Linked DNA regions of Hordeum vulgare: region 2 is linked to region 1. A link is a contact called in public Hi-C data. All regions are on one chromosome and are shown on one strand. Each heading gives the region's core, a stretch centred on a gene start, on an enhancer-like site or on the middle of the called end of the contact. The rest is flanking DNA. Distances are from core to core; before and after follow the strand shown. Region 1 holds the start of LOC123445010 (vacuolar protein sorting-associated protein 53 A). Region 2 holds the start of LOC123445015 (fructose-bisphosphate aldolase 1, cytoplasmic).

The links. Hi-C and Micro-C count contacts between places; a contact is called where the count stands out from the background.
Region 2: a contact with region 1 is called in a Hi-C map of leaf, with 4 times the contacts expected there. The contact joins the promoter of LOC123445015 here to the promoter of LOC123445010 in region 1. A contact is called at or near these places in 2 of 6 Hi-C or Micro-C datasets (leaf and seedling) and 1 of 1 datasets of contacts at active chromatin or transcription factors (embryo).

What each region holds. Positions count from the first base shown.
Region 1 is chr3H:556,619,962-556,623,914 of MorexV3_pseudomolecules_assembly, reverse strand. LOC123445010 (vacuolar protein sorting-associated protein 53 A) reads right to left here and starts at 1,818. Exons shown (of 24, transcript XM_045121924.1): 1 at 1,476-1,818; 2 at 1,206-1,300; 3 at 906-962; 4 at 544-694; 5 at 356-426; 6 at 71-195. The coding sequence starts at 1,524. It overlaps LOC123445012 (UDP-N-acetylglucosamine--peptide N-acetylglucosaminyltransferase 110 kDa subunit), which reads right to left. Exons shown (of 12, transcript XM_045121926.1): 12 at 2,894-3,786. The coding sequence ends at 3,446.
Region 2 is chr3H:556,763,279-556,767,007 of MorexV3_pseudomolecules_assembly, reverse strand. LOC123445015 (fructose-bisphosphate aldolase 1, cytoplasmic) reads right to left here and starts at 1,360. Exons shown (of 2, transcript XM_045121929.1): 1 at 1,249-1,360; 2 at 1-393. The coding sequence starts at 1,276.

The DNA of each region.
Region 1 (3,953 bases), core at 569-3,068:
ACCTGACTGGTTTACTACTCCAGATAAAGTGCTGCTACCAAGGACAAAATACAGTTCATTTGTTGTGTACCTTGTAAAGTCTGAATATACATGAGATTTAAGGATTTTCTTGATGTTCTTGAGTTTCTCTCTGAGCTCTGATATTTTTGGCACATCCCGATAGGCTTCAAAATGACTGCACAGCTGGTTTACTGCCTGAATGTAAAAAAGGATAAGGAACTTTCCTGGATAACTTATGCACACAAATAAAAGCACCAGCATGCCAATTCAAAATGGTTACAGCAAGCGGTAGCATGGATATAAACACTAGAAAGTTTGCAGGTGTGTCGTGGATTAATGTGTCTTACACGCTTACCTCGAGTTGTGCAGCTGCTTCTTTGTACTGACGCTTTGAGGCCATGACCTGAAGTTGCTCGACAGCAGAAACTGGACATGACGTATGCACATTATGAGTTAGCTTAGGTGGATGCAGTCTTGCTACTGAACATTTATTTTTAAGCACAATAGCACATACCCCAAATAAAGTGAAGTAAAGAAACTAACCAAGCATAGTAAGGCGGTGAAGAGCCGTTATTGTAGTTGTTATATGCCTCTTGGCGCAATCCAACTTTTTAATGTCCCGGCAGATTTCTTGAACCATTGTTTCACTTTGCTCAGCCTTCGTTTTTATTTCACGTATCTTATACATTAGTTCCTGTTAGTATAGAGCAAAGTTAAACTCCAATCATTCCATAAAGTATTCACTCCAGTACCTGATTAACATCCTACCCTTTTCCCCTAAATAGACATCCTACCCTTTGCAGAGCTAATCCAACTACAGCTTAGTAAGGCTTGCCACTCAATCGATCATCGAGTAAGTTCATTGTGGGTAAAATGCAAATCATACAGAAAGGGGGAAGTATGACCTGAACAGCATTTGTGGCAGCAGCAAGTTCTTCTTTGGCCTTGGTTCCCGAGTTACTCTGTGGAGTAGCAACATCTTCCCGTTATCAGATATATATAGTATAGCCATAAGCAATAATAAGCAAATACCAAACAATTCCGGAGCATATTCAAAGTAAATTCACTGCAATTGCATCATCATAATACCACACCACTTCCTCGTACCAAAGAACTACATAACACATCAGTTCTAAATGCAAAGAGCGTAGATATTGCAAACCACAACACTGCTACAAGTGGAGCACGAGATCACGAGTCCGAACCTGCTGCCGCACGGCGGCGAGGATGCTGGCGTCCACACGGCGAATCTCGCTCTGTATCTTCTGCATCAGCGGCTCGACCCCCGACAGCGACGCCTCTGCCAAGCCGCAGGAAAAAACAAACGCAAGCTGTTATAAACGCTATATTCCTCGAGCACCCAATGTTAAATCCCGGGCCAGCGAAGCTGGAAGCGAGCGCATTGCCGCCGCGGCAGCATCGCGAGCGAGCGGCCTGGCCGAGGAACGGGAATCGAACTCGAGCGGCGCGCGTACCGGTGGGGAACATCTGGTTGATGTACTCGAGGGCGCTGGACTTGTCCATGCCGGGCAGAGATCTCGCTGCCCCGAGCGCCCGCTCCTCGAGGATCTGGCGAGGCCCTCCAGAAGGATCTGGAAGAAGGGGGGGACGATCCGGCGGGGACCGGGCGGTCGGGGAGAGGGGCGGGGCCGGAGCAGAGGGCGGGCGAGCGGGGGAGGGAATGGAAGGCGCGGACTCGTCGGCGGGGTCGTCGGCGTCGTCTGCTCGGCCGATTTGTGCTCGGCGGTGGTGGGCGCCGAGTCGGTTGCTGGCAGGTGGAGCCCCAGTTTACCCGCTTTTCCAGCTGTGAGCCCGAACTTCACTTGGGTAGTTAAGCTATGGTTTGGTTTTCAAACTTGTTGGTCGAGTCGAGTCTCGAGTGAGATGAAATGCACTTGCACATAGTGACCTCTTGCTAGTGAGGGGGGCATCAAGGTAGGAATTGTGAATTAATACTTCCTCCGTTCGAAATTATTCTTCGCACAAATTGATAAAAATGGATGTACCTACAACTAAAATACATCTAGATACATTCAACAAGTATTTTCCGGACCAAGGGAGCAATACACATGTTTACATATACTAGTACTATGTAATAATTACAAACTTGCGCTTAAAGTTCAAATTTCAAGACCGGAGACTTTCAAAGAGACTAGGGTTCCATGGAGGCAGAGCTGATGACGTGGCTTCCAACACATTAGTGGAGGCAGAGGGAAGGACGATTAATATTGGTGGATTGGTGGACTTGGCTGTGCTCGTGTCATTGTTGTTGTTTGATCAGTTGTTTGTATGGTCATCCACACCATTCAAGTTTTTGTTGCTGTTGACTGTGTAGTTCATTTAATTGTTGTCGATTGCTCCATCGATCTGTATGCTCATGTAATTGCTTTCTTGTTGATATGTAGTTGATGCAGAGGAGAAATTGTTTATTGTGTACTTGAATATTTAACTTTTTACTACTACCTCCGTCCGGAATTAGTTGACGCTTAAATGGATGTATCAATATTTGCGCAGTTAATGCAAATTCTTTGTACGATTTGTTGTAGTTTCACAGAGGGGTCAAGTTTTTGTATAATCTGGTCATAATTTAACTGGTGGATCTACGAGGTGTGGTGTATTTTGTGATATATGGTGATCATTGTGCATTGCTATTGCATGTAAGTTGTTATGCCAGATTGGAACAAAAATAACTAAAATAAACTAAGTGAAACATGGCTAAAATACTATGAAGTCAATATCAGTTAAACAACACACTATTTCAGTTCAGAGGCATTATAGGCTTTTCAATATAAAACTCAGACGGACAACAACCAAAAAGAACTGGGAACTGGACTTGGTGTCAAATTAAAAGAGGAACAAAGATGCCAAATTTCACAGGGCGGCATATAGAAAGTAAAAGGGGAACCAAGGCACCATATTTTGTGGGGAAATACAGAAATAGGCTGCGTCCATAGTAGTGGGGAGTCGGGAACTCCTACAAACTTCAAGTGACACTACCGAATATTGATAATGGTGTTAACACAACTTCATACCAGAGACGGAGTCTTCCAAGAGAAAACCTAGAGCTGGCGAAGTGGCAACTGATCTTACAGTGACGGTGAGTTGTGTATGCAACTAAACCTGTGAGGTGTTATGTACATGGTACAGGTGCAGTCGGTTCATGTTCATGTCACATGCCTGTTACAGCAGTCAAATTCTACTACAGATTCTGGGCCCTTTCCGAGTGGCCGGCCACAGAGAACCTACTAGCACAGCAACGCGGAGCCTGGGTGCTGATCAACGACACACGGACGGCAGCAGCATTAGAAGTCACCAAGCATAGCTTCTGAGTTGGCCCCTTGAAAGCTGACATTCCAGATCTGAGATTTGCACGGGCTAGTCCTCCTAATTCGAAGCTCCGGCGCGAGGCTGAAAGGTCATCACCGTTCATCATCCCTTCCTTGCCCTACTGTTTCTTAGCCAATGTGAGGGCTTTTGCCAGGTTCGATTTGGCAGCATCAAGCAAGTCATCAGACTTCACGGCATTCTCGAAACAGCTTATAGCATCCTCCCAACGGCCCTCCGCGACAAACACAAGCCCCAGGTTGTTATTGGCTGGTGCATATCCGGGACAAATTTCCAATGACCTGGATAACATCTTTCTTGCAAGTTCATACAACCTGTGCTGCCGATAAAGGATCCCAATGTTCGAGAGGATTGCGTATGACTGCTGGCTTGACGATAGCACTAGTGCCCGTTTATACACAGTTTCAGAGGACGGATCATTCGATAACTGCAACGCAATACCTGTGTAAATAGCCATCAATGCACACACATTAGTCATGGAGTTAATGTAGAAATAATGTTTAGGGAATTACAGATAATGATCGGATGATATACGGTAAATAAACAATATGGTGGTCAAGTTAACTTTGTCCACAGGTACGACTTAGAGCATTGCTGGACTAATTAGA
Region 2 (3,729 bases), core at 111-2,610, 140 kb before region 1:
CGAAGCGGGCACCAGCCTCGTAGTACTTGGCGCAGCGCTTGCCAAGGTCATCAAAGCCCTGGGTGGTGGTCTCACCATTGGTTCCAGCGAGCTCGATGGTACCCTTGTCCACCTTGATGCCGGGGAGGACGTTGCCCTCCTTGAGGATGTCGACGAAGGGCTTGCCACCCTTGGTGCTCTGGTAGAGGGTCTCCTCGAAGAGGATCACACCGCTGAGGTACTGGAGGGCACCAGGGGTGCAGAAGAGGAGCTCACGGAGGGCACGGCGGTTGTCCTCGACGTTCTCAACATTGATGCTGGCGAAGCGCTTGCCGATGGTGCCGGTGGACTCGTCAGCAGCAAGGATACCCTTTCCAGGGGTGCCAATGTAGGCAGCGTTCTTGATGAGCTCATCTGCAAGATAACCAACATTAGCATATTACAATCAATTCCATAACTATCAGATCTTCCATAACTATCAGATCTTAGAAGCTGTGCTCAAATCTACAGAAATGCAAGTTGAGTGCAACCATTCACCACGTTTAGTAGCGAGTGTAAAAGCAGTGTAAATTTACTTCTAATTCTAACAAATGACTAGGAAACTCTGACAAGTTCTAAAAAAAACCACGTGTGCTACAGGACAAGGTGGAGGCCTGGAGGGCATGTGTAGTAAAGAATTAACATCACAGGAGAGAAAAACATACAGATTGCAAGTATATAAGAACGGTATATTCTCCTTAACAAAAGATGCCCCTAGGACCTACACAGATCTAGATTTACAGATGCAATCTTCAATAACTAAAACAGGAATTACCACTACCACGAACCCAACAGAAACATGCGCAGACGTTCATACCAACTTAACCACAAGGTACTTGAAAATGAAGGAACGGCAGTATCATCATTCGCAGAAAATAATCACTAGCATGCACATGACGGCAGCAGAACCATGCAGAATTACCAGCATGCCACGCATCATCAGACGCGACTGACGACCCCTAAGCACCCGATCCAACTGCGAGCGCCTAGAGCGATCCAACTGCTAGGAACCAAGCGGACACAAACGCAGCGCGTACGGGTCCGATCCGCGAGTACGGATCTAACACAAACCACGGCACCGAGTGGCGGGCATGGGCAGATCTAAGCATGCAGAGGAGCGAAACAGGTAACAGATCTATCCACACACGAAGCAGGCAGGCAGGCAGGCATATCGAGAGAAGGACGAGGGAGGGGAGGGAGGAGGAGGAATGAAGGGGATGGATCGCGTACCCTTGTACTTTCCGCAGTAGGCCGACATGGTCGATGCTCGGGGAGGGGGGTAGATTCGAGGGCTGCAAATGGAGATTTGGAGTTGGGAGGCGGGTTTGGTGGGACGGGGATGATTAGGGGGCGGGGGGTTATAAAGAGGCCGAGGCTTGGACGAGGGGAAAGAAAGGGATCCGATCTGGGTGCGCCTCCGTAGGAACCCATGCGCTGCCTCCCGCACCGCCCCTGGTTTCTTGCGTTATTTTTATCCAGGCCCTCGCCGCTCGCTTTATTTGGGAGGTGCGGATTTTCTGAAAATAGAGGAAACCATGAATTTCTTTTCTTTTTTCCTTTTTATTGTGATGTGAGAAAGAATAAAAGCTGAGACAGCACCGGCCTCTGCGCCGGCTAAAAATGTAAATACGTTTTGAGATGATATTGTCGGCCATTTCTTCGTCATTTGACATAATATTATTTGACATTACCAATGTGTGTAAAAGAAGGCTCTGCATCATGCATCAGTTGATACCATGCATCGTATCCTTGGTTGTTCGTGTGTTATCTTTGTGCAGCAAGGCAACCACGGCCAAAGTGGTCCTAACTTTTTCGCCAAACAATATTTTTCTACAAGTTCATCAAAAATGATTTGTTATCATGTTATGGGTGGTCTCATAGCAGGAAAGTAGGCCAATGTACTTTAGGAAATGAAATACAGAAGGGGAGCTATCTACTAATCACGTCAGGCAGCTACTACTCCCTCCGTTCCTAAATATAAGTCTTTCACTAGGAGTCTACATAAAAAGCAAAATGAATGAATCTACACTCTAAAATATGTCTATATACATCTGTATGTAGTCTACTAGTTGAATCTCTAGAAAGACTTATATTTAGGAACGGAGTGATATTAAAGTCCAAAGTGATCTTTGTGCACGGTGCACAAACCAACCAAACGATTCACCTTTTTAGGCCATTGTGGAACAAGTATGCGGGCCGAGATCGTACTACTACTCCATTACAACTGGTGCAATGCTTGCACTGATGGGCAGTGTTTTGTGAAGTTGTGGTTGCCTTTGCATACGTGCACATGGACTCTGGACCGTTCAAACTTACTCCTACCTACTCCATTGGGTAAAGCAAAATGCCCCCGCAATTATATACTCCCTCCGTTTTAAAATATAAGACCTTTTAGAGATTTCACTAAAAGACTACATACGAAGCAAAATGAGTGAATTTATATTCTAAAATATGTGTATGTACATCCGTATATAGTTTATAGTACAATGTCTAAAATGTCTTATATTTAGGAACGGGAGGAATAGATTAGTAATAACAACACGACGGTGTGTTCTCGTCGCAAAAAAAAAAAAACACGACGGTGTGTTCGTTTTTCTTACGCCGGGGACGGGTGAACCAGATCCAGATTCCTGAGCACGCAAAACCCACAACGGAGCGTACAGTTTTTGCTTGCTCGAAGGGGCAGGTTCAGTTCCAAGAAACAAAAGAAAAACGTACTCGTCCGCTCCTCGGAAACATCGGCGTGTATTTTTTACTTTTCCCAGGGGCGCGCACGCGAAAAGTGGAAGAAAAAAAGACCTTCCAACGGGCCTCGCCCGAACCCGGCCGCGGCCGCCGATCCGGTCACGGGTTTCGCCTCACCCGTGCCGTTCCGCCCCCACCCCAAACGCGACGCCCCAGCGCGCGCAGCGCCCTGTCAACCAGCGAGGACCCCGCGGGGCCACCCGCGCGGCGGCAGCGGCAGCGGCTTCGTCGACCCGCGCCGCGCGGGCAGGGCCGGTGTGACGTGACGCCTTGACGGCTCGGGAAAGGAAAAGGCAAAACCGTCGGACGCAAGCGGTTTCCGGAGGCCGCCGCCTAAGCCTGGACGCGGCTCGGCCAGTTTTCGGCGTCCCGTTTTGGGCCTTGGCCGCCGCTTCGGGGGTTCGGTGCGTCCCTTTTCGTTTCCTTCGTCTCCCACCGCCTGCGCCGTGCGCGAACGTACGGGCGGACGGGCGAGCGGTCGCCCACGGTTCGCTCCGCTCCGTCCAACAACGGGCGCGGCGTCCGGCGCTAGCTTTCCTTCGTTTTCCACCGCGGCGGCTCCTCTCGCCACGTTCGTGCGCCCGTCCCCTTCCCTCGTGACGAGACGACGCGACCGCTGTTTTCCGTGATGCCGCCTTGGCACGGCAAAGGCGACGCGGGATGGGGATGAGAACACCGCTAACTCGTAGACGCTCGTACAAACATATATACATTCATTCTTATCAACACACATGCACATTTTATTTCTATGAATATTTTTAAAAGACTGCATCGACACATTATTTTAAAATTAATAAAGTCATCAGAGACGGATCCAGGAAAAAAAATAAGAAGGGGCGTATGACCACATTCATGAACCAACAAGGAAAAGACACTTGTAAAAAAATGTAGGCATAATCACTTTATTCTTGACAATCATGTTCATTCAAAATGAAAGAAACTAACCAATATAAACTTGAGGCAATG